4 separate regions of the Mus musculus genome follow, and regions 1, 2 and 4 are each linked to region 3. Evidence: chromatin contacts called from public Hi-C data. All regions are on one chromosome and are shown on one strand. The core of a region is the stretch at or near the end of the contact, and the rest is flanking DNA. Distances in the headings are between cores, read along the strand shown. Region 1 overlaps Clnk (cytokine-dependent hematopoietic cell linker). Region 2 holds the start of Hs3st1 (heparan sulfate (glucosamine) 3-O-sulfotransferase 1). Region 3 overlaps Gm40293 (a long non-coding RNA gene). Region 4 overlaps Hs3st1 (heparan sulfate (glucosamine) 3-O-sulfotransferase 1).

Region 1 (7,413 bases), core at 1,971-4,470, 490 kb after region 3:
CTGTACATGGCAGAAGAGAAGCTGGCTCTGTAGGGACCCAAGGAAATAGGATCTTTTGGTCAACTGAAGGTCTAGCCAAATCCAGACTCCAGTCAGTAGCAGACCCAACACTCTGATCTCTGTCTTTGCTTTCCACAAAGCAATTTCCCTTTCCTGCTCCAAACCTGTTCTCCAGGGAACAAGTGGCAGATGGCTGTGACATCTCAATACCCTGAAAGGGCAGTCCTCAGCCTTAGTAGTCAAGGACACCTACTGCTATGCCCCTGAGACATGTAAGAACGGGAGTTGGCTAGCACTGTTGCCTGGCTGCTCTTCCAGACTCAGGTTTTGCCTTGCCAAACACAGCCGCTCTGGGACTTCACAGCACTGGTGAGGGTCATTTACTGTATCCACTCCATGGTACAGAAAATAGGGTAAGCTTCCAAGTGACCCAACACACTCTCTGAGGATGCAAGCATCCACTGGGTTGTCTGTCACCTTTTGTCTTAGCCACACAACAAGCTCTTAGTAGTAGGTGCCAGGATAAGCATCCGATGAAAGGGACCAAGGAAATGTAAGGTGAAAGTCAAGTCATGACAGCGTTGTAGTGCTGAAAACCCCGGTTATTGGACACATCACTGTGCCCAGAGCCATTTTCAGTGTCAAGTGTATACTGGATACATTTGAGTGGATGGCAGAGAGAACTCTAACCTGGGTACAAGGAAAGAGGGGATTGGGAATGCGAGGCAGAGACCAAGCAGAGAAGATCAAAAAGAGGTGAAGAGGATTTCCAATTCTTCAGACAACTGAGGCAGTGTCCCAGCTAAAATGGGTGTGACAAGCCATCCTGCTGTCTGACTTGCCTGCGGTAGCACCCATCCAGGTGACCAGCTCCATCGTCAGTTTTGAGTCTTTGTCAGAAGCATTCTCTGCTAATGTGAAGAGGACCGTAGCACTCAAGAACATGCTGTCTGTCCTCAGAAGTTCATCAATATAAGTAGCATGTAAATAATCGCATGTAGCTTTCTAACTTTGCGGAGATATATCACTAGAGCAAGAAGTTGCACACGAGCTGGAAGACAGGTGATCCAGATGGTTACTGGGGTAAGGGAAAGCTCAGGGAGATATGGGTGGTACCATATGTGAGGACTTCTCAAGCCATTTTCCCCAAACAGTGTTCACAGGAATTAATCAAATAAAAGCATTCTGGACTTCAATAGTGTAGAGTATATGTGTATCAGAATAGCCACAGATGTGTATAGTTGGTATGTCCAAAAGAGGAAGATTCTAGAAACTCACCATGGAAGTTTGAAAAAACAGCAGGGCCATTTGTTCACTTATCAAATAGAAAGCTGATACGATTTCACCTTGACTAAATTTCACTAGTTTCCAAGGACCATGGGACCCTCCCCAGTCTCCACTATTGTGAAAATGTAGACCTTCCCCACTCCGAGGGAATTGGTGTAGAAGACTACTACTATGTTTGGATAGTCTATTAGCCTCGTTGTGATAGGACGTGGCTGCAAAGCATTTCCAAGCCTACATCTTCATGGGATGCCTCGTACCCATGAGCATGTGAGCATGGCTTGCATCCTCTCACCCATTTACTCAGTCCTGCTCATTCACCAATATGCCTGTACTTACAGACCAAGCTCTAGGCCCCAGACGAGGTGCCCATCTCCTCTTAGGGACCACTATAGTTAGTCTGAGAATTCAAGATGGGCTCTGTTCCAGTTGTATGGTTGAATTCAGTCAAACAAGGGTGGTGTGTACATCCAGGAAATACAGGAGATTTTTGTGGTCCCTTGAGAAATAAGAAAGGCACTTGCACCCACCGTTATGCTCTTCCCCCATCCCCCAAGACCATTGGACATCCCAGCTGGCCCATTTCCAACCACTCTGTGTGTTCCTAGATTACCTTACTGAGACACAGTTTTGCACATCTTTGCCACGCCAAACTTTCCACTGTACACCTCCAGTCACACCAGCCCGCTGAGTCCTCCAGGTTCTCCACCCTCTGACTATTCCGTGTGTATCCAAACCTTAGGCCCGTAGTTCTCCAGTGAGAACTTCCTCCTCTAAACAGGGTTCACCAGTCTGGGTGTGGAGCACCTTTGGCTCCAGAGGGAATCAATCGTCTCGTCACCCACCTGCAAATTGAAGGAGTTGCTAACATCTCTAATTCACCATCTGGCACAAGTGTTCTATGAGAGTCCGAGGGTGGAGACAAAGACACTGTTCCTCAGGACAGTCTGTGTGCGTCCCAATGCAGACATTCAAATTAAGGGGAGGGGGGGAGGACTGAACTCAGAAATTGTGTTCTCTTTCACTTCTCTTTATATTTAAAATGAGTTTAGTACTTTCTAACCACATCAGCTGTCTTTCAAAAGCTACAGAATCTTATTCCAGAGTAACCTTCCAATTTTGCGAAGAGAGGTTAAATAAGATGTAGACTTAGAACCAGTAGCGCTTGGAAGCTTGGGTGATGAAAAAAGGCTGGTGATGTAAGATCACATGAATCACTTCCCTCAGGGTTTGCTACCAAATTCCAGGGAGCAATGAGTTATTAGTCTCTACTCCAGGAGTTCAACCCTGGAGACATGGCTCAGCCCCATCTCTACGGGACCCAGAGAGCACACCCGTGTTCCCATGGATAGGAGTACACTGTATCCTCACATCCAGTGCGCCAGGCTGCAGGAGAAGTGGGGGAGGGGAGTGTTTGTTTTAGTATTCTTTAAAAATTAAAGCTCATTAAATGCATTCAATTATTTAAAAGAATTAAAAATTAAAAATAATTCCAGATTTAAAATTGATTTGTAATAAGCTTTCATATCAGAAAACCACAGACGTGTGAGGATCAAATCTTGATCATCCTATAGTTTTCAAAGTTGCCTGCCACCGTGATGACACCTGCCACACACGCAGGAAGTGCAGAGGAAGGAAAAACCTGCTTCCTTCAGGCCCAGATGTGAAGGGGAGTCTATAGCTGGAGAATGAGGGCAGAGGATGCTGCCAGTCTTGTGCTCTTTCCAGCTGTGGTCCATTTGCACATGGTTATGTTGTTGATGCTGTTGACAAAAGGAAGCCAGAATACATCTTGTGATTCCCTGGCAAGGGGCAGCTTGCTAACATGCTGCCCTCGCTGGAGCCCAGGCAGAGCATATCAAATCCCCACAAAGTCAGCTAGCAGCGTCTTTCATTCGTCACCGTCGGCTGTCAGGCTGCAAAGAGCATTAACACGGGAGCCTTTCCAGAGAGCTCGGCAGCTGCTAGTGTCAGGATGATGTCCACACTCCATCCAGACAGACCCACAATGCCCAGCCTCCTTCTTCTTCTATCTCCGGCAACAGTGCCAGCCTCCCCACCCCCAACCCATTTTTCCAGCTCTCTGGATCATAGCATCAGGCTCAGCTGGAATAACGGCCCCCTTCCCTGTTTTGCTGAGACTTCCTCTGCTAATTCACATGCTTGCATTGACGCACAGAGAGCCACTAGGGTGCAGAATCCCCCGAGGACATGACATATGAATACCCGACTATCTTGTGGAGCCCCACCCAGAGTGAAGCAGATCAGCCACTTTCAGACAGCCTTGGCAATGGGGAGGATGCTTCCAGATGCACAGCCCTTCTGCAAGCTGTGTCGCTGCTCTAGGCTTGGGAATAACATGAAACTCGGGGTGGAAACCTGACTCTGGCAGTAGTTTGTTGTGCCACTCTAGGCGGGTTAAGTTTTAGTTACATCTGCTGAGTGGAAGAGATCTCATTGGCTTAAAACCTATGGCAGAAACCGGTATCTACTGCCTCCAAACATGTTCTCCCATCTCTGTGTGTAACTATTACTTGGTATGACATAAAAACCCATAACATGAGATCAGCTCTCAAACATTCGAGCTGTGCACACAGCTCTGTTAATTATGCACATGCTGCAGCTACTAAACCTTACCCCTAAGACCTATTTTCTTGTAAAAACCAAAACACTGTACCCTTAAATGCTCCACCCTCCTCCTGCCCCCGGGCAGCCACCCTTCCTTTCTCTGTCATCAGAACAGCAGTGCTGGATAGCACTAGGCTCTTCACAGCACCTGCGTAGTAACACCTATGGCTTTCTGGAAGTCAAAAGGAAAAGTGGGGACTGGGCTGTTACCTATCTGTAGTCCCAGCACTTGGGGGGCTGAAACAGGAGATGGGGAGTTCAAAGCAAGGCCAACTGGACCATAGAGAGAACTTGTCTCAAAAAAAATCTATTAAATGATCAATCCATAAATCTAAACTTAAAAAAAATGCATTCGAGGGAAAAGAGAAATTGAGAAGATAAGTGTAAGTGTGCTAACCTGTGCTGAAAAGATTGCTCAGTGCCCAGGCAGACAGGCAGACAGGTAGACAGATGAGCAATGTTTTTTTGTCATCTTTTGTTCACTTGTGTACCAAAAGGCCTCATCCCAGAGTCCAGGGAGAGAAAGAACACTACCGTGGCTCAGGTCTCAACTCTCCTGCCTAGCATTCCATTCTAAGATCCTGGGGAGGCCAAAGGCAGAAGGCAGTGGGTGTTGAGAGTCCTCCCTGGTTCCTGCAGAAGACTTTGCCTTTGGCACAGAAGTTCTTACCTACATCTGGCCCACTTTAGAATCCCAGCCTGGAGTCAGTCCCTTGGATATTTGCTCCATTCCTAATGAACTCACTGGCCACGGTCGTAGAAACTCCTTCTATATTGCACATGTCATAAGTTACATATCTGGACGCCATGATCTCCGGTGGGGGTGCGGGGAGAGGTCATGTATCTAGGGTGGACAGGAGTGTGTTAGCAGGCTCCACATACAGAGTTTTCGTCCCACTAGGTAATTTACTGTTCGTTTCTGCTGAAGCTCAGCGTACTTGAAAGGGCACCAACTGCTAACCACAGGGCTCTGGGCTGCAGATGCATCGTGGCTCCCCCGTGAGACTCAGCACATCCCACAGGCTTGGGTAGGGAGACAGCCAGGCTGGAGTAGCAGCAGAGCTTAAAGCAATTTCCTTGCCTCTCGGCGACTGCCTGGATTGGGCTATTTGTGCATCCCTGTGCCCTGTTGCTTGTTTGGGAGGGCATCGGCTCCCCAAGGTCATTTGGAAGATGAAGTTAGGAAAGGGGCAGTATCCGAACAGGCAGCATCTGGACTCCTAAGCTCCCGTTTCCTGGTTACTAATGCTTCATTGCTTAACTATTGTGTGCCCAACATCCCAGCCACAGATAGGCCTCATAAATATTTACACGCAATGTGTGTTGCGATGCTCAATTAATTGCAGCTGTGACGCACTTAGAGCGCCTCGGAGGAAAGGTGTGCAGAGAGGGCCAGCGGTTATTAAAGGCGCAAACAAGTCAGCTCACGGAAGCAGCAGTCCTTGGAGCTTTCCATTGCCCTGGGGTTTTTCCCGGCCAGAAGCCAAATCTAGGGAAAAGTTACACCCAAGGGAACGCTGTCCAAGGGTGACGTTTGTGGCTACGCCAAGAACTTAGCATCAGAAAATGAACAAAGATGTGCCCAAGTGACTTACCAAAGAGGAGAGGCGTGTAATTATTCAAACGTGGTAGCCATCTCAGAAACAAAATTGGAGCAATGAGGATCAAGTGTCAAATAGGTAAAGTGGGGTTGGAACACGGATCGTGGTGGTGAGACACAGCGGGCAGCCACTTCATGTTCAATGGGTAAAAACATAAGTTAATATGAATCAATACAAAGCCATCCAGAAAGCATCTGAGGAATGTGCAACCAGGGACTGAGAATGCCCCACTCTGGTGTTTTCTTTGGACTGGATAACTGTCTGCCCGCCGAGATGTGCAGAGATGAGACTGCAATGCAAGAAAGGACGGGTTTTGCAATCTTGTTTACAATGCTCAATAATTAGCAAGAGCCTAAATCCTCTCCAAAAGGGCCACAGTGGCCAACAAATGTGTTTTTCAATAACACTGCGTAATGAATAGAGTGTCACACTCACATGAAGACATCTAAACACCTATGTGTCTTAATGTGTGCATAGAGCACTGATGCTATCCTGACCACCTGAGTTCCATGCCCGAAACCCACCCAAAAAGCCTAGTGCTGTGACTGGCATCTGTAATTGCAGCCCTACTAAGGGGAGATGAGAAGTGGAGGCAGGGGCATTGCCTGGCAGCTCTTAGGACAGGTCATCCTAGAGCAGGAAGCAGAGAAATGAGGTACCTTGTCATGGTAGAGTGGAAGTAGATAACCAAGTCCAGAGAGTTGTCCTCTGATCCCTACATATGTGCCGTGGCAACTACACACACACACACACACACACACACACACACACACATTATTCATGCATATACATTAATACATTGTTTTGATTATAAAAGTATGCTTGTATCCTCATTACAGACACATACACATAGGAACACGGTATTGATTTTTTTCTTCTTTTTTTTTTAATGATTTTTTTCTTACATATGTCTTCTATTTTCTATACCATCTCTAATAAAATGTTACCTCAAGCCTACAGTTATATAAACATGAAGAGCTTGCTTCATGCTTGTATTACACAGACCGGGGGCTGGGTGGGTGATTGCTCAGAGGATAAAGTGCTTACCTTGCAGAAACCTGAGTTCTAACCCACATACATACATACATACATACATACATACATACATACATACATAAATAGTTTTTAACAAGCAGGAAGCAGGAGTAGGTGACTAGGTGACTATACTCCAGCACTGGGGAAATAGGAATGAGATGGTCCCTGGGGCTCATTGGCCACAGCCCGGCCTACCTGGTGAGCTCCACCCCAACGACAGATCCTGTCTCCAAATGTCAAAGCCAACCGAGGGACAAGCTGAGGTGTCCTTTGGCCTCCACATACATGCTCACACAAGGGTACACATCCATACACAAGTACAACTGTTTACACATGGACACTCGTGCCTGTGCACCTGCACACATATGAACACACTTGCCCAGGCTGCACAGAATCAACCATGGCATGCATCTTTCGAGTGTTCATTCTTTTGGAGCCCATGATGGATTCGGTAGCCAATGCTCATGTTTGTTCTCTTTCCTACCCTAGGTCATGGCCAAGCCTCAGCAGTGCCAAAGGTGAGTTTTGCGTCCTGTGTTCTCTAAGTGATGCGATGACAGTCTAGCCCATTGGGCTTTCCTATCTATTCTTTTCTGACTTTCTTTCTTTGATGTACATGTGAAGGAGCGGTGGCTGTCTCTCTCTCTCTCTCTCTCTCTCTCTCTCTCTTTCTCTCTCTCTCTCTCTCTCTCTGCCCAGCTCTAATGTCTGGGCCTCTATGGAGAAGACTCAGACAGCTGGGGGATGTCCTTCACTAAGGTGACTGGTACTTGGACATTGACAACTGGAAGGCTAGAGCCCTTGAGCTGGGTTCAGCTTATAACACCAAGAGAGAAAGCCCAAAGAACAGCAACTCAATGGGCCA
Region 2 (6,778 bases), core at 249-2,748, 370 kb before region 3:
AATCACAATAGATATTTGTGGGATTTTACCCAACTTCATAGAATGAGAGAAAAAGTATGTATCTAAATCTAAAGTAAACTTTAAATTGACTTTTCCAAATGCAGATTTAAAGTGGCTTTTGTGAATGCACTTTTTTTTTTCCTTTTTAACCTGAAATGGGCATATCAACTTTACATTTATTCAAAGAATAAGTAGCCAGAATCATTAAATTTTCTAATAAGTTATCATTGAAAAGGAAAACTTGGCTAAGCTCTCCAAGATGTTGCCTGCTTTATAAGCCACAATAAACTGGGCATCCGTTTGCCTTCTAAGAGGACTGACGCTAATCTTTGCACCAGCTACGAGGTCAATTTCCCAAAGGAATTTTCCCCCTTAGATAGGAAAATGTTGATTCTAGAAATATAGATGGTAAATATTTATATTCTGAGTTTTAAGATATGGAAGATATTAAAGTAGCTAAAAGAAGTTCTTTTGATTTGAATTTGGTTACTTCTTTCTTATTCCTTTCACACACACACACACACACACACACACACACACACACACACACTCTCTCTCTCTTGCCTGCTCCTCTTTTCTTCTGGTAACCTGCTTTGGAAGGCGACTTGCTCTGGGCTGAAGCAATCCAGTGTCTCCAAGGAGATTCCAGCTCCTTCGCCCTCCAAATCTTAAACTGAGTCACACTATGCAGGTTGGCTCTCTCACAAAACCTCTCAGCTTTGGAACGCAGGAAAAACTTGATTAGTTTCAGAGGTGAAATTTGCCAACCTAGTTACTTTTGCTAAAGGAAAGCTGAATTCTTCGGGCTCGCCTTAAGTCGGTCCTTTTGAGGTGAAACCGAAGGAGAGAGGGTTTTGGAGAGAGGGTTTTTCCGTGGCGACAAAGCACACTCTGAAGCCACCTCTTCAAGTGGCTCCTGTCCCTGCTGCAGCGCAAGATGGAGCTACCGGCTCCAGAGACCTCCCGGTCTGTGCACCGAGCACAGGCGCCTAAAGCGAGTCACCTGCTGGTAAGGAACGCTGGGTGGGAACACACGTGGGTACTGCGAAGGTCTTGGGGACCACGCAGAATTTATGAAAAGGATAACGGTCATATGGGCCCAAGGTTCGGACCCAGAGGGGTCAGGGAGCCGACCAGGAGTCCAGGGTTTGCAAGGTGGATAAAGTCACCCAAGCCACACGCCCCACCCTCTAGACTGCGCTGGTCTCTCCCTTTAGACTAAAATCCGAGGAGCCGAGGTACTGGGTGAGCGGAGCCGGCTCCTTCGGGACCCAAAAGCGCAGAAATCGGGTGCTTAACTGGCTTGCTGGAAGTCGGCGCTCAGGGACTCGCTGGGAGGCGGGACTCGGGGCAGTACCAGAGCCAACAAGGCAGCAGTGGGCGCTCGAGATCCTCTTCTGCCCTCCGCGCTCTCCCCGAGCTCCGGCCTCCACTGTCCCCTCCTCCGGCTCCTGCTCCTCCTCCTGCTCCTCCCATCCGTAGAACCGGCACCAAAACGCCTGCCTGCAAGGTCCTCAGTGCGCTGCAGCCCGGAGCTGCGGTCACCGCCGGGTCTCTCTCGGTGAGTGCCTGTGTCCCTTCACCGCTCGCCCGTCCCGGGGTGAGTGTGAATTTGCTCCAAAGGGCGCAGGTACTTGGCGGCGGTGCTGCCCATGGCCCGGCCGGAGAGAGGATTGAGGGCGCCGGACCGGCTGGACGGGTACGCGACTCAGGTGAGCGCGGAGCGTGAGGGGTGAGGGCTGCCTAGGCACCTTCTTCTGGTATTCCGACTAACTCAAGTGCAAAGCCCAAGGTGAGATAAGGCTAAAGCAGGTAGAACACACTCCACTGGAGGCAAGACTCGGGGTTATCTGATTCTCCTGTCTCCTGCTCCGAAACCTCACCTCTAGAATTCGCGAGATGGACTATAAGGTACCAGACTTTCTGACTCTTAAAAGACTGGATTTATGTCCCTAGATGACTCGAGAGGGTCGTCGCTGCCCGTTGCTCGGCGCCACAGCTTCTCTCTAGGACCTTGGGCAACTGCAGCTAGAGTGGAGCGCTGGCTGAGCCCGGGTACCACCTAGGGCGGAGAATTGGGCCAGGGGACAGCTAACAGGAGTCCCTCTGGAATGGGGCATCTCGGGTGTGGAAGCCTTGGTCTAGTTTGCCTTTGCATTTGGTAGCAATAATGGGGAGACTGAGCATCTCCCGGGGTACTCGAAGAAGAAGGTGACAGGCAGGACCTTAGGTATTAAGACAGCCAGTTACATACGGCTGTTATTTTTTTTTTTTTTTTTCGTGTTACTTTTTTACTTTTTTCCCACCTCGGCTTCTATTTCGAGTACCACCGATAGAGGAGGCGGATGGGGGAGGGTAGTGGATAATGGATGTCCGTACACGAACCTGGGAAGCTTGTATTTAGAAAGTGCACAGCTCGCTCGGAGCCTGACCTCTTCAGGTGTGCCATACACACCCGCTTTTTTAGAGCAGTGGACTCCGCTGCTTTCCTCTGGACCCTGCCATTCCTGGAACTGGAAAGCCAGCTCTCCGAACCTGGGGCTCAAACCAGTAGTAGGATGGAGAAGCCAGTGCTGGAGCCAGATGCCTACCAGGGATTGGTGGGCTGTGCCAGACTTAGCAATTATTTGTGGGTGCCTCCGACTCTTTATGGCACAATCTAAGCTAAAGGAGGCACTTTATTTTCCTTGCACACACGGGGTTCTCCTCTGGATCAGGAGTAGCACCCTTCCTCGCCAACCCCCACAACACAACGCAGAAGCTGTGGTATTCTTGCTTTGCCTTGCGCGAGAGACTTACTCCTCCTCTTCCCTCCGCGTTATCCCGGGGCTATTTTTATACTTAACTATGCTAAGATGCTTTTGGGGGGATCCCAAGGAGCCAACTCTGCATCCACAGTCTTGAAGCTGCTTTCCCAGAGGAGGTCTCTTGTTAGCCAGGAGCTGGGGTGAGTAGAGGAGACCGTGAATAAGGGAGAGGAGAGAGTTCGCCCTTGCTTCAGTCTGAGCTCAGCATTCTCAGGAAAGTACCACCAGCACCCAGGCTGCCCCACCTCCCAGCCATTTCCCCAATCCGGGTGGGAGCAGATCTCCAGCGCAGTCCCCAGGTGCCCCAGCCCTGGGTATTTGACCAGCTGCTTTGGGGGTGGGGGTGGGGGACACAAGGTACTGTGGTCTCAGCTTTGCTCCCAAAGCTCACTGTATTTGTTGAAATTCAATTACCAGCTTCCACCCAGGAGTTTATTCCAGGAATTCTATATTTAACTTTATTTTTTTTCACAAAAGGAGATTGAGATAGCTCAACTCTGCACCCCCAACCCCCACATTTCTGAAGTACTAATTCCTTTTGACACCAGGAATTAGTCTTGCTTTCTACTTTCCCAGCAAAAGTGAGTACAGTTAGAATTATTCCGACCTTCTAAAGTTCCAAATGAATGCTTAAGGTACAATGCATTGGACTGCCCTTCCTTATTTTCAACATGGTTAGATTTTTACATTCACTGAATTGGGAAAATAACATTGATATGGACTGTTGTATTACGTAAGGTTACACACACACACACACACACACACACACACACACACACACACCTCCACGGCCATGTATGAGAAGGTGAACTTTTAAAAGAGCCCCTTTGGCATCAGTTACCCATCTAAGTCTTGTTCGACAGGGATGGACAACTTCCTGACTAAGCACTCTTAAGTCTCTGCAGTTAATTAGCCAGCAGCCAGAGATGTCTTAGTGAGCAGGACTGAGCTATGATTCTGGGCTTCACATCCTCTCCTAAGCTGCTGTGCACGCAATATACCATGTCTTAAGACGGAAAGTTTTGGACAGGTGATCTGGTGAGAAAGTGGTGCCTTGATCTTACAAAGGGGATTTTGGACATGTGGAGGGCCCTTGCTGCTAGTGTGGGGTGGGGGTGGTGGGGTGGTGGTGGGGCATAACCTTTATCTCTCCAGCAGATTATAGCCTTCCTACACCTTGATAAGCAGAGTGAGCTTTGCCTTACACAAACTCGTCTATATAGCTGGGACTTGTGTTTTCATCCTCAAAAGAAGAAATTCTCAGCCTTGAAAAATCCCAGGGATTCTCGGAAGGGGGAAGATTCACAGGAGCTTTTCCTGTCTTAAGTTAAAATTCAGTGGTGATTCCAAAGCAGGTGGGAGAAGGGGAGTGGCTGGGGGAGGAGGGGGAGGGATGAGCTGGTTGGTATGTGCTGCTCAGCCTCTTTGAGACCCAACCTGCACTCTGGGTGTCACACAGCCACTGACAGGACTGAGTCCCGTTCTCTCCTGGGTAAGGAGGCAAAGATAGTCAAGCATGGGATGCCTGAATGGGTTATAACCTATGTCTGCCATGAGTATCTAGACACCAGTTCCAGAGCCTGAGCTGAGGAGTGTAGCACTTTTTTGGCTGCTCTGTGACAAGTGAACTGTCTTCCAAGGTGTTACAGAAGGACAGACAGCACTTTTCATCTGAGGTTAGAAAATATGAACACTGCAGTTCTCCAGTCCCCAACTTAGCCATGGAACCATCTGCTTTCTATCTAGACTCCCTTTCTTAAACAAGAAAGCAAGAGACTGAAGGCTGTGATGAGGCCAGCCTCTGTCCCCATGACCTTAGGCCCACTGTTTCCTCTCTCTTCGTCTCCTAGTCTTTCCTGTAGATTAGTGACTGGAGAATGATTAAGAGGAAATGATAAAATACACCTAAAAGACATTTTGCTGACTACAAAACACTTGTGAAATTTTGATTATTTAATTTGCCTTTCTGGCTTTTATATTTTATATCTACTTAATGTTCATGTTAATTGTAATTGGGGTGTGCCTGCATCGGAGTTCATCACAGCCACTAAACCTAAAATGAGGGCAGATTTAAATAAGTTTCATCTTATGTGCACTCTCCATGAGTTACGTCATCTCTGAGCCTCACTGTTTCTAAGAATTACAATTTCCAGGATCAGCGTTAACTTTTAGAGTTGTTTTTTCATCTTTGTCTGTTTTCAGACAGGGTCATATATCCTGGGCTGACCTCCAAGTTGCTCTGTAGCTAAAGATGACCTTGGACATCATCTGGCTCTCCCGCTCCTAATTTCAAGTGCTGGGATTATAGACATAAACTATAGCATCCAGTTATTTTAGTGCTGTGGTTCAAACCAGTGTGCTAGGCAAGTACTCTACTAATGGACCTACATCCCTTGTCTTTTAAAGTGTTTTGCTGTAGTTTTACTTTTAAGTTTAGTGTGTACATATGTCTTAAGTAGATATATTTGTAGGGAAGGACAATATTGCTTAATCAAAAACAGAGAAAAGTTAGAAGACAGTGACTCAGCTGGGGGAGAGTGAAGCATAACCAGTTTTGTGGTCTCTCTTGTCTAAGTTGGTCATCTGCACAAAGTGTTTGCCTTTCTATCTTTCATTTTTCTCTTTTTTCAGAATTTGTCCCTAGAGCCTAGTTCAGTATCAAACACTTAATGCATTTTCCAAGATGGGTTTGGAAAAGTGAATGAATGATTGAACGGAATCTTCACAGCTATTCAAAAGAGCAGATGGTATAATTTCTATTTTAACAATTGCGAATCTGCAGATTAGGAAACGTTGTCAGTTTTCTGAAGGTACAGAGGATTCCAGATTGAAATTCAGATCTATGTGTTCTCATTACAGACTTCAGTACTGTTTTGGGGGGGGGGGGGCTCTCCCTCCATCACCACTCAAAGTCCCACTAAGTGTCTGGAAGGTACCCAGCAACCAAATATCATTTTTTTCTATATAGAATCTCCACTGTCTTGGTCAGAGAGATGCTCCTAGTTGGAGGTAGAGTTTCTTTTCCTAGTTTGTATCTTGTAGCCCTGAACTCAGTTAAATGATCCCACCAGGGAATTGGAATCTGGAGGGAGAAGTGTAAGGACACAGAAACTGTAGAGTGTTTATCATCAACTTGGGTCATGGATCAAGTGGCTGGCGTCAGCAGCAGCATCCAAGTCTCAGGATGTGCTCCCAGCGGAGCTATTCCTTGGGTACCATCTTGACATGATCCCTGGAGTCTGGTCCCCTTCATTCCTTCTCATTTTCCAAGCCTGGATTTTCGGCATCTCCCTAGATCCTAGAGGCATCACCGAGTCTTCAGACAGCTTACTTTTTGTGTCTGCGTTAAGCAGCATCTTAAGCAGCTGATGCAAACAGCCTCCACAATCCATCTTCAGGACTGCCTCTGGCATGAAGCCTTCTCAGCTCCCTCCACCCACAGGGAATTAAGTCCATAGCTTTTGCAGGCCGTTAGAATAATATTTACTGGGCCATAGTTTGTCAATAGTTATGTGCTACCGGGAGAGGACTAGAAAAATGAATACATTATTCTTTGAAGGAAAGGCTTAAACATAACAGAAATAGATCCCAAAGGACATCTTTCCTAATTTTTTTTTTCTTTCCTTCCGCATACTGCCTGCTTTTTGGTAACATTCCAGCAGGGGGCGCAAATGACAGTACCTTCAGCTGCCAGACAAGAAGCAGCCTGCATAGGACTGAAACATGGGTCTACAGCTCAGATCCAACACTCTGTTGCTAGTGAAACCTATGACCTAACCTTGCCAGGGTTTGTTTAATGTTTAATATAAATGACAGGTTAACAGTTTTATGTAAAATTTACAGACATCGGTTTCTAGCAGCCTATTCAACATGTCTAAATAACACACGTGAGTGTGCAGAGCGTTTTCCTATAAAGGGACCTCGGAGCTCTCCCACAGACCTGCAGACTATTGGCTTCTGAGTGCTTGGGA
Region 3 (7,714 bases), core at 756-3,255:
GCTGAAATTGTCTCCATATGTCTGTGGACTTACATATTCTATTGCCACTTACTTGGAGGGAAGGAATTAGAATCCTTTTGTGAAACATTTGGAAGCCTCATCATAGTACATGACACTCTCCCAAGTTGTCTTACAGCTATGCTTTTAATTATGCCAGGAAGCACACTCATGCACATACACATGCATGGTGATTCACATGCTAGCACATGTGCCCATACACATCCATTCGCACATATTCATGTGAGCACATATGCAAATTCATTTATGTACACACAAGTACATGTACACACACATACACACACAAGTCTCAACAAAGCAAGTCCAATTCTTTGCAAACTCAAACACCAAATAAGATAGATTAGCTACAAGAAAATTTTGCCTTCAAAACATTCAAATTGCACTAGAATAAAATGTAGAGAAAACTATGGATCATTAGGAGAAAACATTCTATGATCCTAGGCCTCTGTGTGACGTTCACAGAGATCAGTCTGACACCCTAATCCATGGGAACACTTTGAATTTTGACTTTCCATGTAAAGTGCTTAACAGCTTTAAATTCTGGTATTCACACCTGGAAAATGGACATATAGATTCTGAAATACTTCCCTGAAGTAGACAGAGAATGGATAGATTATTAGGCAGGGAAAGCTATTAGCAGAATGCTTGGCATGCATTCATCTCTATGTACTAGGTATTTATGTCATTGATTGATTGATTGATTGATTGATTGATTGATTGATCTGTATACATTGCCATTCAAAAAATATTCACTGAAGTTGCTGAGGGTAAAAAGTGCAGTCTGCAGAGCTGCAGGAATGTGGGTGAGAGCCTCTTGCGAGGACTCAGTCTGAAATGTGCCAGAGCCTCAGTCACTCAAAGTCTTGACTGGGCTTAATTCCTTACAGCAGAAAAGCAAGAGGAATCCCTCAGAGCTGCTGCAGCATCCTCATGATAGTCAATTACATCATGTGCTCATGCTTATCCATAAATATAATACATACTTCTACCTATGTTTATTATCTGTGCATTTATGTCTATAGCCTAGTGGATATCATGGCGATGGTGGTGGTGTTTTGTTTTGTTTTGTTTTGTTTTCCTTTTTTAGATAAGATTTCATATTACCCGTTCTGATCTGAAATTCACAGATATGGCTGACAAAAATCTTGGATTTCTGATCCTCCTGCTTTTTCTTCTCAAGTGCTATGATTACAAAAATGCACTCTTCTGCCTGCTCTTTGCTATGATGGGGATTAAGCCTAGGGCTTTATGCATGCTAGCCAAACACTACAAACTGAGCTAGGTCTGCAGTCTCTAGTTCATGGTAACTTTAATTTCTTTTTTTTTCCAAAAAGCTTTAAGTTTATTTGTAACTGACTCCCTGTGTCTGTGTGTGTGTGTTACTCTGTCTCTGTTTTTCTCTGTCTCTCTCTCTGCCTCTGTCTCAGTCTCTGTCTCTCTGTCTCTGTCTCTCTCTGTCTCTGTCTCTCTCTCTCCCTCCCTCTCTCTCTCTCTCTCTTTCTCTCTCTCTCTCTCTCTCTCTCTCTCTCTCTCTCTCTCTCTCTCTCTCTCTCTCTCTCTGTGTGTGTGTGTGTGTATGGGATGTGGTGGTATGGGTATATTTTCTATGGTGTGTATATGGAATTCAGGGGACATTATTTTCATGGATTAGTTCTCTTCTTGCGCTTGTAAATTGGGAAGCTCGAAATCTGGTCCTCTGGCTGGGGACCAAGCATCTATACCTGCTGAGCCACCTTACTCATTAGTAACATTTAAGATTATTAGTTCATACCTCAAGAGCAGAGAAGCCTGGGCTGTTGCTGAAGACTTCCCATACCACTTGAAAAATGAGCATGCTAAGTTTGGAAACACAAAGAGGTGGCAGAATGAGATAGCACAGAGGAGGGAGAGACACACATTTGAAAGACAGCTGGGAGTGCTGGTTAGAGGAAAGCATTAGACACGAGAAGATTCATCCTGGAAAAAATTCAGGAGGAAGTGGAAAACAGATGGCATTGGGCAAAACAACAATGAGGTCAATGGCAGGGATTTGAGCCAGGGCACTAACCTGATCACAGAGGTAATGGCTGTGATTGCTTTGGGCAAAGTGTTGAGTATGGCTGACTGACAAATCCCAGAGACAGGAAACTGCATTTTGATATCCATTCACTCTGAGCAAGCCACATGTCAACACACCGTAATGGCCAGTACTATATTAAAGGTCTCTTGAGAGAACATACTATTATGTATTGTCCTTAGAGTAGACAGTGAAATAAGAGTATGCTGTTAGGAGAGAGCTCAGTAAGTTGCCAAGCCCAGCCATATTCCTGAGCTGTGCCATCCTAGCCTTGGCTGGCTACATTTGAGGCTATGGTAACATATAGCTTTCAAGCTTCTCCTGAGCCATGCCATCACTTCATTGTGAGAACTTGCTGGCTATAATAACATAAAGAGCACAGGAGCCTCAGATCCAGTGAGGAATGGCAAACTCCCCGTTCCCAACCCTAAGGTAAAGCTCAAAAGAAAATGGCATGGTCTTTGTCTAGTCCATGTGTAGATGCTGATAGTGTGTGCAAAAAAAAAAAAAAAACCCACCATAGCTTATCCCTCCTTCTATGGCCTAGAAACTTCTACCCTACAGAAGCTACTCATGCTGAGTTTAGCTAGACCCATCTCCTTGATCCAGCTATTAATCATAGCCCTGCCTCCTTATTAAGCTTCATTGTTCAACTGTACATAATATACATGATGAGCTCCCAAGGTACTACAGTTTTTTTCACAGAGAACCCTGTCTACCCGACCCCAGTTATTTTGTGTGCCTGCCTCTGTCTATTATTGTTTATTATTATTATTATTATTATTATTATTATTATTATTATTATTATTATTATTGCTTTCTTGCCATCCCAGTCTTGTCCAAATCCCTAATCCATGCAAGGATGTGGCAAGATTATTCCTGCTGTCCTCTTACAGTGCATCCACAGGCACTGAACATAACTGACTGGTAACCCAATTCCATTTCTGAATTCCCAGAGTGAAGCCCATGGTAAGAGGACCAGAAATTGTACCTTGGAGAATCTGATTGACTAAGGCTCAAAACTGCAGTTAGTGCCTCTGCTTTTCATGAACTGGTGTTCATTTTAAAACAGAAAAGGAAAAGGGGGGAAAGACTATGGAAATGACTACCAAGAGGATGGAATGAGATTCTAATTGAAAATAAATAAGCTCAAGGATTATTGCAGCTTCCTCGCCGTGTGCTTGAGTTCACAAATCACATAAGGAAGAAAGCAAACACTGAACGGATTCAGAAAGTGTTCTCTAGGGAGGGTGACTTTGAAGCAACAGTGCTACCCTATTGGGTAGGCATTAACACAGAAGAGTTCTATTAACCAAGGAAAGTTTCAGAATTCCTCATGGACTGGAAAGGAGGCTCAGTGGTTAAGAACACTTACTGCTCTGCCGGAAAACCCATATTCAATTCTCAGTATCCAAATGGCTTTTTGCAACCATCTATAATTCCAATTCCAGGGGATCTAATGTCCTCTGCTGGCTTCTTCTGGAATCAACATGCATATGGTACTTGTGTGTGTGTGTGTGTGTGTGTGTGTGTGTGTGTGTGTGTGTGTGTGTGTGTCTATATGCATATGATGTATATGCATAAAATAGATCTGCACATATATATAAAATCAATTTCTTAAAAAATACCACAGATCATCTACTCTAGTGTCTCCTATTTTCTGTTCTTAAGCAATTTATTAACTTGCTTAGAATTTATACTGTAAAGCCTGATTATAATATGAGAAAGTTAACCTGTGTCCAATTCTGCTCTCCAAAGAAAATTTTAATCCTTCTCTAACTCTTAGTCTGTATCTTACTGGGGGGTTTCCTTATTTGGCTTTCTCACTCCACATTCCAGTCTCTAGGATATGCTGAAGAAGTGCTATTGTCCAATCATATTACATGACTTGGTATATTAGATGTGTTGTCTCTGTCATAAACATCTGATAGAAACAATTATAAGTAGGAAGGTGATATAGGTCACAATAGATTAGCCAGTGGCTTATAGTGTTTGTTACTCTTTCAAGGACCTGAGTTAGATTCCTGGAGCCCACATTGTGACTTATGACCATCCATAATTTCAATCCATAATTTCAGTTCCAGGGGATCTGATACCCTCTTCTGGCCTCTGTGGGCACCAGATATATGTGGTCTAGATAAAATATGCAGACAACACACACACACACACACACACACACACACACACACACACACACACATAGCAAAAATTCTTCTAAATGGTAGTAAGGACTAATGTTGGTTCATGGCTTCAATAACTATTGTTAAAAGTCTGCAGAATTTATTGTCTCTAGGCCTATGTGAAGTATGTGAAGGGGCCCAGATGATTATCTTATTGTCTTAGTCAGGGTGTCTATTTCTGCATGAACATCACAACCAAGAAGCAAGTTGGGGAGGAAAGGATTTATTTAGCTTACATTTTCACATCACAAAAACGGAAGTCAGGACTGCAACTCAAGCAGGTCAGGAAGCAGAAGCTAATGAAGAGGCCATGAAGTATACTGTCCCTGTACCCTCTGGTTAATCTGGCTAAAGGTTCATCAATCTTCTTGATTTTCTCAAAGAACCAGCTCCTGGTTTGGTTGATTCTTTGTATAGTTCTTTTCGTTTCTATTTGCTTGACTTCAGCCCTGAGATTGATTACTTCCTGCCATCTACTCCTCTTGGGTATATTTGCTTCTTTTTGTTCTAGAGCTTTCAGGTATGATGTTAAGCTGCTAGTGTATGCTCTCTCAAATTTCTTTTTAGAGGCACTCAGAGCTATGAGTTTTTCTCTTAACACTGCTTTCATTGTATCCCAAAAGTTGGGGTATGTTGTACCTTCATTTTCACTCAATTCTAAAAAGTCTTTAATTTCTTTATTTCTTCCTTGACCAAATTATCATTGAGTAGAGCATTGTTCAGCTTCCATGTTTATGTGGGCTTCCTGTTGTTGTTGTTGTTTTTTTTACCTTTCTTTCTTTCTTCCTTCCTTCCTTTCTCTCTCTCTCTTTCTTTCTTTCTTTCTTTCTTTCTTCCTTTTTTCTTCCTTCCTTCCTTCCTTTCTCTCTCTTTCTCTCTCTTTCTTCCTTTCTTTCTTTCTTCCTTCCTTCCTTCCTCTCTCTCTTTCTTTCTTTCTTTCTTTCTTTCTTCCTTTCTTTCTTCCTTTCTTCCTTCCTTCCTTCCTTCCTTTCTTTTTCTCTCTTTCTTTCTTTCTTTCTTTCTTTCTTTCTTTCTTTCTTTCTCTCTTCCTTCCTTCCTTTCTCTCTCTCTCTCTTTCTTCCTTTCTTTCTTCCTTCCTTCCTTCCTTCCTTCCTCTCTCTCTCTCTCTCTCTCTCTCTCTCTCTCTTTCTTTCTTTCTTTCTTTCTTCTTTCTTCTTTTCTTTCTTTTGCTATTGAAGACCAGTCCTTCTTTTCTTTTTTATTAGATACTTTCTTCGTTTACATTTCAAATGCTATCCCCAAAGTCCCCTATACCCTCACCCACCAGTCCTGCTCCCCTACCCATTTACTCCCACTTCTTGGCCCTGGAGTTCCCCTGTACTGCGGCATATAAAGTTTGCAAGACCAAGGGGCCTCTTGAAGACCAGTCTTAATCCACAGTGATCTGATAGGAGGCATGGGATTATTTCCATATTCTTGTATCTGTTGAGGTCTGATTTGTGACCAATTATATGGTCAGTTTTTAAGAAGGTACAATGAGGTGCTGATAAGAAGTTATATTCTTTTGATTTAGGATGAAATATTCTATAGATACCTCTTAAATCCATTTGGTCTATAACTTTTGTTAGTCTCACTGTCTCTGTTTAGTTTGTGTTTCCATAATCTATCCATTGATGAAAATGGGGTGTTGAAGTCTCCCACTATTATTGTTTGAGGTGCAATGTGTGCTTTGAGCTTTAGTAAAGTTTCTTTTTTGAATGTGGGTGCTTGCATTTGGAGCATAGATGTTCAGAATTGAGAGTTCTTGGTAGATCTTTCCTTTGATGAGTATGAAGTGTCCTACCTTATCTTTTTTGATGACTTTTGGCTGAAAGTCGACTTAATTTAATATTAGAATGGCTACTCCAGTTTGTTTCTTGGGACCATTTGGTTGGAAAATTGTTTTCAAACCCTTTACTCTGAGGTAATGTTTTCACCATGAGGGCTTTAGGGACCCACAACATACCCAAACTGTAAGATATAGGAACCAAACTGACAATCTTCTCAAGAATATACATGTGAATAAGGATTAAATACTTGCTAATGAAATCATCAAGAGAGCATGGTTGTTTCCCTGCAGCAAAATTTTGCCTATCCTAACTGAAGAAACCAGAGGGTCTGATATTGTAACTGTGCTACAATTAAAAAGTAATCAATTGTAGATATTCTAAGTCCATAGACCAGCTACATGGAGAGGCTTTGGATAGTAGCTTTGGGGCCTTAAGGTAACTCCGAATGCTGGGGAATGGAGGGCAAGATGCTGATGAGTGTAGTCATTGTGGACCAGAAGAAATGGTTCTCAGTGCATACCCTGAAGAACAAAGATTAATTAAAACTGTTAAAGACAGTTGAAAATATGATAATGTCATATCCAGAAAGAAACTAGCTAAATAGGCAGGGCTGAAATTGTGGGTAGTGCAAGGATACCTTCTTGAATCAAGGGTCCATCCACTTCTGTATAACACCTTAAAGATTTTCTTTGACTCTAATTCCAAGCTGCTTCTTCTACTTCCTAGACAGTTGGATTTATAGGGCATAGACCTGAAACCTAATGGAACATTACCATTTCCAGTCATGCGTTCTTCTTCTTTAAAATGAAAATAATCATATCTCTCCCATAATTATGATACACATCAGGGGTTAGGCATAAACATGCACAACTGCTTACAAGACAAATTCTACTTGAAGTTTAACCCTAAGCAGATGGTGGGATCTTCCAGGACTTCTGTGGGACAATTTCCTTGTCATGTGAACACACTTAACAAATGTTACAGTTGTTCCAGCTGATGCAAAGTCTACATCTAGGTTAACAGGTAGTCAGAGATTACAGTGTAGTCTGACTCCATTCTTTGCCCATTGGAACCTTCTACCCTCAGCAGGTGCTCTCCATTCTTAGGATTCATTCAAGGTCCAAGAATAAAATAATCATTTGTAGTTAGGCAGGCAGTAACCAGAATGCTATTGTTCTAATATTTTCCAGAGTTTGAAAGTCAAAATGGTATAGAAAAATATACATATTTAATGTGTCCAATTTGATAAATATGTGCATACATATATAATATCTATGTTATTATTGCTTCCATCAAGGTAATAAGCTTATCTACAACTTTTAAAAGTTTCACTATACACTTTTATGACTGTATGTATTGTGGGTTTGAATGTGAAATGTCTCTCATAGCCTCATGTGTGTCAACAATTGGTCCTCAGGTAGTGGGATTTAGGGAAAGGTCACAGAAGTTTTCAAAACTTGTTTGAGGAAGTGGGTCACTGAATCACTGGAAATAGGCCTTGAAGGTTTATAACCTACATTTACTTTTTACTTGCTGTATACTTCCATATTGGACATACAATGTGATTATCTAGTGCCATGGTCCTGTCTGTCACTATGACTTCCATGCCTACTGCCATATCTTCCTCTTCACTATGAACTGTACCCTTCTGGGACTATAAGCCAAAATAA
Region 4 (6,819 bases), core at 845-3,344, 350 kb before region 3:
TGTTAAATGTGTCTTCGATTTACAGGGCTATGTCAGGACAACTCCACTGTCAGGGATGAAGCATGTCCACGAAAAGCTGCTTTCGCTTTATTGTGTGGTTTTGAGACAGGACCTCACTACGCAGCTCAGCCCTTCTGCCTTTGCTTCCTAAGCGTTAGGATTTAGGATGTATCGCCATGCCTGGCCAAAATACTTGTTTTTATATGTCTGTGATAAAATCAAGCACCCGTGTATACTAAATCTATGAGTAGAAGTTTCCAAGAATTTTCAGTAGCTTTCCCCAAGTGGGAATCTATTTGATGAAGTGGCCTTGCAGGAATTCAAACTCAGAACACTGCTGACACTCAACACTGGGGACACCGTGGAGCACCCAAGCTCCTGAAACTTCATCTCCTCCAACTCTCACTAACAGCATGTGATCCACACATACCTACCCCTGTTTTCTGCTACAAACAACCTAGAATGAATGTCCTGTTGAGGGTTACGCAGAGCAAGCCCTACGTCTCCCCCATGATTGTGGCCAGGCATCACCTGACCTGTGGTCTCCCTCTAGGCACGCCCTGCTTCTTCGCAGTTTTCTCCCATTGGAGCCTCTTAGTTGCTGGCTCTCTTCATGTTCACTCAGAAATTCTGTTACTAGCTCCTTTATGGGTGTCTTCTACTTGAGTGGGAACTCTTTAAAGACAATGCGTGGATTGCTTACATATCTCTAGAATTCTATCCAGTTCAGAAACCTTACAGAAGCCACTGTGTAAGTGCTCACCTATAGGCAAAGTGCATATCTTAGGTATCTGAGCTTACAGGTTTGATTTACTCTCCATCTCATTTTTTTCTTCCCTTGTTCTTATCTGGCAACGAATAGCCATGTACTAATTAATAAAACCCAATATCTCTCACTTAAATGTTCATAGTTGGATCTGGAAAACCTTGAGTATCATTCCAGTCCCTGGACTTGGAGGACATCTGCCTGAGTTGACAGCAGCTACCTCTTTAGACGGACTATGTGCACAGCTTGCTTGCTACAGCCCCTAACAGTCAACTGACTTGTGTGATGTCATCTGCCTGAATCCAGCAGACAGTCCTGTGCTTATGGAGTGGAAGTGCTACCAGCAAAGAGCTTAGTTCTGCTGCTTCCCTGAGGGCTATGAGCTAGTGATACTGCTCTAGCAGATACTCGAGACAGGCGCTAACTCATTGCTCACTCTCCTGGAGGTTGAGATCTCAAGATTAAGTGTTGAGGACTCAGTACTTTATATGGTTTGGTTCCTGGTCTGGGTACAGCTTCCTTCTTCCTTGTCTTCACACATGTTGGACACATAAAGAACTCTCCTCATTGCCTTTCCTTTAGAAGGATGCCTGTCCTTTCAGATTAGGACCCTGACTTCATGACCTCACCTAAACCAAATTGCTTCTCAAAGATGCTGACCTTCAACTACAATCATATTGGATATCAAAGTATAAATACTGTCAAGACATTCCTTTAAAGCTGGCCTAAGAAATAAGACAAATCCTTTCCTGAGCTTTGTCTAAGTAGACAAAGAATTTGCTTTGCATTACACATATTTCCTTGCACATGTAAACTGTTCTAGTCTCCCTTGCCCAACACAGATCCAAAGGGACTTGTGTTAATAGGCATCTGTGTTCATAGGGGTTTGAGTTTGCAGGCATTGGTTTAAGGCATCATGCTACCCTACTCTGTGTAGCATCTTGGTGCACAACTTTGGAGCTTTCGCTTTTTGTCTGTCTCAGTTTCTCCTTCAGTGAGTAGGTACCATGACAGGTAAGGATGTTGGTACATGGATTTTGTGGCTATCATACCACGTGTATCTTGGTATTTCTGGGAAAATATACAGAACCCATGAGTGTTGGCCACATGCAGCGTGAGGGCTGACCCTCTGCCCTGCCCACGAACTTTCCTGCAGCTAAGAAAGTGCCTGCCAGAGGTTGAGGCACAGCTGGAGCACCCTTGCTGCAGCATCCAGCTCCAGCCTCCAATGTGCTGGCAGGCTCCATTTCCCCTCAGCTACGTGGTAATATGAAAGGCCCTGTTCGCTCTCCTGTCACAGGGCTCTGCCGTGTGCTGCCTCTGCCGCTGTGTTTCTGTGTCTAATGAAGGATTTATTTAGGTCATTGCTGCCTTCTGTGCCCAACATGAAGCACAAGGAGAAGGAACGCTGCCCCCCTCCCTTCTCCGGAGCTGCAGCAAGTAGCATCTGCTGTTCTACTTCTGTTGGGGGTGGGGGGCTGGCCGGTGTCTTAGCAAGACCCTGTTCTGTGCTGTCCTCAAACAGAGAGCCTAATCCTGTCTGTGTGCCACTGTCCTTTCTTCCTTGAGCTTCTGTCTGGTTGAATCACTGCAGCAGTTTGGCTCACGAACAAATGCATTTGACTAATTATCATCCTCTAGATCCTATTTATACCACGAAGCATTTTTTAGGGATAAAATTAGATACCATGATTTGAAGGCATGCCATATGAACAGTGTCCTAAACAGCCCATACATACTATTTTATTTAATCCTTACAATATATATATATATATATATATATATATAGGGTCAGTGCTCTTGAGAGTTTCAGAGCTTTCCTGCGGGTTTTAAATTCCAGAGCTGAGGGAGGAACCTAAGGTTTGGCTGGAAATCGTCTCGCTATTTCCAACTTCTTGTTATCTATCATCTTCCTGGAATGACTCCACCTCTGTGGCCAGACTGATCTCTCTCGCTTTGTTGTGTACCAGGATTGCTGTTAATCCTGGGTTTAAAATCCAGCTAAGTCCACCCCAGCGAAAAACAAACAGGGAAACAAAGGACAGCCCCTCCTCAGGCCACCGCACTGAGAATCGTAGTGGGCACTGAGATTCCAGGCCTCTTCCACGGACCCCTCGGTGTCCCTGAGAACTTATGGGCACAAAACTTCACACCTCTCCCCAAACTTTTAGAGTACCATTTTCCTCTTTAACTAGACCTTGTAAAGTTGGCATGTCCTCTCCCACTTGGACGGCTGCAGTACTTCAGATAGTGTGTGACGAACAGCCTGGAGGGCTGGAGAAAAAGCTGGAGTCACTTCCTTCTAACACCTCCTCAGGGTCCTTGCATTCTAATCTTGTGCCTGAAGGGGTGGATGCTGGGATGTGCCTGAAGGGGTGGATGCTGGGATGTTGCTTGACCTCCACCTTCCCTTATGGCAGGAGATAGGATGCTCTGATTCTGCAGGGGCAGCAGGATACCTTCCAGTCCTTGCCAAGCTATGTCTCCCCAGCCCCACCCTCACCTAGATCCTATCCGGTAATGTTCATTATCCAGGTAACCTTTTGTGGATTTGGAGCCTTCCCACATTATGGAGGACTCCAGGGAACTCAGAAAGCTTGGAGGAGCCGCGGCATTCCAAGAGTGTGAATCATTTCGAAGCGAACTTGGGCCCATTTTGACTTGTTTAGCTCAGACAGCAAATGTGCTCCAAGAACACGTATTGACGTTATGTGAGCTGTCCTTCAGTCCTTCCTACCCCGAACCCTTTCCCACTTCATCCTACCTCTCAGCAATTATCATAACTCCAAACAAAACTGAATGTCAGCGTTGGCTGAGGAGTGTCATGTAGAGGCAATTTCAAGAAAATAAATATTTATGGAGGTCTCGAAATACCCATGTCCTTTCACAGACTGACAGGCGTAGACTGAATCTGTTTCCTAGGCCTTGCCTTCCAAGAGGCCCTGCCAGGGATGGAAATTTGACACCGTGGCAACAGACTCTTAAGTCATTGTGCAAAGATGAAAGGGAAGATGTTTTTGACTTTTCAGGATGAACAAATAACCTGATGCTTTCAATTGCTCAGTTTAGTTGTGTGTGTGTGTGTGTGTGTGTGTGTGTGTGTGTGTGTGTGTGTATAATGACAGTCCTGACTGGTGTTGTTCAAACTGTCTGTACTCAGGTTTCAGTACATTCCAGAAAATTAAATCACTCATCACCATGGGAGACTTGAAAGAAGCATTTTTTTGCACAGCAGTTTATTAGAGCCGGTGCCTTCTGCCACCTTCTCTGGCTTTTTCAGGAGTTTATGCCTCTGCCCAGAATATACTTGTACTGTCCACAGTGAAGCTTCCCTTCCAAGATGGGCAAAGGCAAAGCAAGAGCCTTGGACAAGGACCCTGAAGAAAAGTTTTGATGATTCCTGATTCTGTGACCTTGAGGTGGCTAGTTAACCTTAATAACTTACTTTCATAACGGTCAGGGGCAAGAACATCAGGACATTGATGTTTGTGGAGAACCTACTGTGTGCAAGAGATTCACAGTGTTGCATACTTAGCAAAGATGACCTAATACTGACTTCCCACATATGCGGTAGGCTTAGGTCCATTGTGTAGAGTTTGTATAGGAATGGCCCTGAGGCTTAGGACATTCTCCCTGAAGTTTTCCAGGTCCTGCGCCTAAGAATAAAGAATTGAGCATGGGACAGAAGGATCATGGCCTTTCATCAGTCCTTCTGTGTTGTACCTGCCTCTGTCATATGTGTATGTGAGTGTCAGACTTCTCTTGGATGTGTTCTGCTTATAGTATCTGCCACCAGTCAGGAAGTGTTTCCAGCCCTTCCCTGCCAACTGGTTTCTTTCACATGTTAATCTTAATGTTAATCTCCAGGTCTCTCTCCTGCCATAACATCTACCCCTACACACACACACACACACACACACACACACACACACACACCCCTGTGGTTCCATATAACTTCCTGGAGAACAGGGGCCTGATACACTGAATACCTAAGAGGCACTATGCTTACCTGGGATTACTTCCTATAAGAGTTCCCATTTGGATCTTTCCAATTACCAGAGCTTCCTTGCATCGTCACTATTCTCTAACGCCCTGTCAGTGCTTAAAAGTACAAAATAAAAAGAAAACAACCATTCTTGCTGGTGGTGATGTTGAAGGTTCTAGAGAAGACCTTCGCTCTTGTGCTTGCTGTCCTCTGCACAGTGACTGCTCAGCAAATAACCCCTTACTTTCCACCTCTTCTGTTAGATCTCCGAGCCTTTTACCCTAAAGGAGAAGCATGCTTGAGCTAGCTGTGTGCTCATGGTAGGTGGCAGGACTGTAAAGGTATCTTGAAGACAGATTAGCATGGATGTCACTGTCTCATGAACTATTTTGCATGTGTCCTCTGATAGTGAATATGTTCTACTGGTGAGACTACAAGGGTATATTAGAGTTAATCACATTTTGAGTCTGAGTCATAATGGGAATTATGTAATAAAAAGAATTAAGGAGAAAATTAAAATATTTTTGAAGGGTTATTTCATAGCTACCCCTCCTTTTTAATTAAGATGTTTTCAGGACTCCTGGGTGAGCTTGTCCAATCACTGAGCAATATGAAGTTTGCCCCCCAACCCCCACTTCAACATCTGGCTTCTTCTTGACTCTCTAGGAATAGGAGAGGCATGGCAATTTGGCAGTCTTTCCAATGAATAGGCTGTTATGTTTCACCTTTTACTAAATTAAAGTCTGTTCCCTATAACTTATAGCCACTGGCCTTACTGGCCCCTGCATTTGACAAGTTCATAGAGGAAATAGTCTTTGCCCCCTACAGTGAGCCAGGAATAATGCCATTCTCTGGAGTGAGCATCAGAGGGAAAACTAGTCACTGCCAAGAGACTCAGTGGTGTGCAGGCCTGGGTGGAGAGGTGGAGGACAGATGTGATTTGGTACAATGGATGGGGCCTCTAGAACTGGATAATGTAAAGACCATTGAGAGAAAGTTCAGAGGTGAAAGAAAATCTGAATAGCAAGAAAGAGACAGCTTCAGAAAGCCTGGCATATAGCATTCTGGAAACAAGGATCTACAAGCTGAGATGAACTTGGTGAATTATGAGGCATGGAGAAGCTCGTGTGGTCAGAGCTTGGCAAAGAAAGAAGGTGAAGCCCAAGAGACATTCAGGTCCCACAATAAGGATGTCCCCAGCCTGAGATATTTGGTCTAAATTCAAAGAACAATGGAGGCCACCCTCTGGGAGAGCCTGAGGACACTTGGTTTTCCATACTGAGTATTCAGTACTGTCATGAGGTGGACACAGGGATGTGGAGGGGGGAGGGGAAGGATACAGTTCTTCCAGTTCTTAGTTTGTCACCGCAGCACATCTAAGAACAGTCTTTTTGATTAAAGGAGCAGAGAGGAGAATGGCTTCCCTCTTGGACTTAATAATCTATCCATAAAATATGAGGTTTAATTTTGTCAGGCTAGCCAGTCTGAGTCTTTATAGTCCTCCTCCATTTGGGGTTTGGCTACAAAACAGGACTTCAACCCAAAAGGCCTGATAAACACACACACACACACACACACACACGCACACACGCACGCACGCACGCACGCACGCACGCACGCACGCACGCACGCACGCACGCACTCACGCATGCGCGTTTTGGTTAAGAATCGAACCAAGGAGGCAAGAGATATGGCTCAGTGATTAAGAGTATTTCCTTCCTGATCTTTCTGAGCACTCGGGGTTGATTTCCAGCAGCCACATCAACCCCAGACACTGGGAAGAAGTGAGAGACACGGCCAGGTTCTGGGTCTACTTGCTCAGACTCCACTTGGGTGTGAGTTCTGCTCACTCTTTCCTGACAAACCTTTGATTCCTTTGAGCACCGCTTTCTCCGAGCAATGCTAGCTGTCCTGACGGCTCCTTGTCAAGACTGCAGGCATGCTATGTGTGAAGCTGCCAGCCCATAGCCTGGTGCCAGCAGAAGCTGGAGCTGCTGTCTATGTTCTTGCCAGGGTGCCTGGCCTCAGCTCCAGGTGCCTGGAATAATCTGTGTCTGTGCCCTTGACA

The links. Hi-C and Micro-C count contacts between places; a contact is called where the count stands out from the background.
Region 1: a contact with region 3 is called in a Hi-C map of cerebellum, with 3 times the contacts expected there. The contact joins two enhancer-like sites. A contact is called at or near these places in 3 of 484 Hi-C or Micro-C datasets (cerebellar granule neurons and cerebellum).
Region 2: a contact with region 3 is called in a Hi-C map of cerebellar granule neurons, with 4 times the contacts expected there. The contact joins the promoter of Hs3st1 here to the enhancer-like site in region 3. A contact is called at or near these places in 1 of 39 promoter capture datasets (cancer-associated fibroblasts), 1 of 15 datasets of contacts at CTCF or cohesin (pro-B cells), 4 of 484 Hi-C or Micro-C datasets (brain, cerebellar granule neurons and cerebellum) and 7 of 115 datasets of contacts at active chromatin or transcription factors (the 230-238 cell line, bone marrow-derived dendritic cells, bone marrow-derived macrophages and 3 more).
Region 4: a contact with region 3 is called in a Hi-C map of cerebellum, with 2.2 times the contacts expected there. The contact joins two enhancer-like sites. A contact is called at or near these places in 1 of 15 datasets of contacts at CTCF or cohesin (pro-B cells), 4 of 484 Hi-C or Micro-C datasets (brain, cerebellar granule neurons and cerebellum) and 3 of 115 datasets of contacts at active chromatin or transcription factors (the 230-238 cell line and bone marrow-derived dendritic cells).

Annotation. Positions count from the first base shown.
Region 1 is chr5:38,784,173-38,791,585 of GRCm38.p6, reverse strand. It overlaps Clnk (cytokine-dependent hematopoietic cell linker), which reads left to right. Exons shown (of 19, transcript NM_013748.3): 4 at 7,038-7,066. Among named protein-coding and RNA genes, the nearest start is that of Gm22779, 88 kb to the right of the region's middle. Within about 2 kb of position 3,220, at least 27 of the 459 cell types and tissues checked have an H3K27ac peak or open chromatin away from gene starts, as enhancers often do. A contact at or near this core is called in cerebellum, where this site is marked.
Region 2 is chr5:39,639,351-39,646,128 of GRCm38.p6, reverse strand. Hs3st1 (heparan sulfate (glucosamine) 3-O-sulfotransferase 1) reads left to right here and starts at 1,498. Exons shown (of 2, transcript NM_010474.2): 1 at 1,498-1,712.
Region 3 is chr5:39,268,197-39,275,910 of GRCm38.p6, reverse strand. All of the region lies in intron 1 of Gm40293 (a long non-coding RNA gene), which reads left to right. Among named protein-coding and RNA genes, the nearest start is that of Gm40293, 35 kb to the left of the region's middle. Within about 2 kb of position 2,005, at least 2 of the 459 cell types and tissues checked have an H3K27ac peak or open chromatin away from gene starts, as enhancers often do. A contact at or near this core is called in cerebellar granule neurons and cerebellum, where this site is marked.
Region 4 is chr5:39,620,621-39,627,439 of GRCm38.p6, reverse strand. All of the region lies in intron 1 of Hs3st1 (heparan sulfate (glucosamine) 3-O-sulfotransferase 1), which reads left to right. Among named protein-coding and RNA genes, the nearest start is that of 4930513D17Rik, 20 kb to the right of the region's middle. Within about 2 kb of position 2,094, at least 56 of the 459 cell types and tissues checked have an H3K27ac peak or open chromatin away from gene starts, as enhancers often do. A contact at or near this core is called in cerebellar granule neurons and cerebellum, where this site is marked.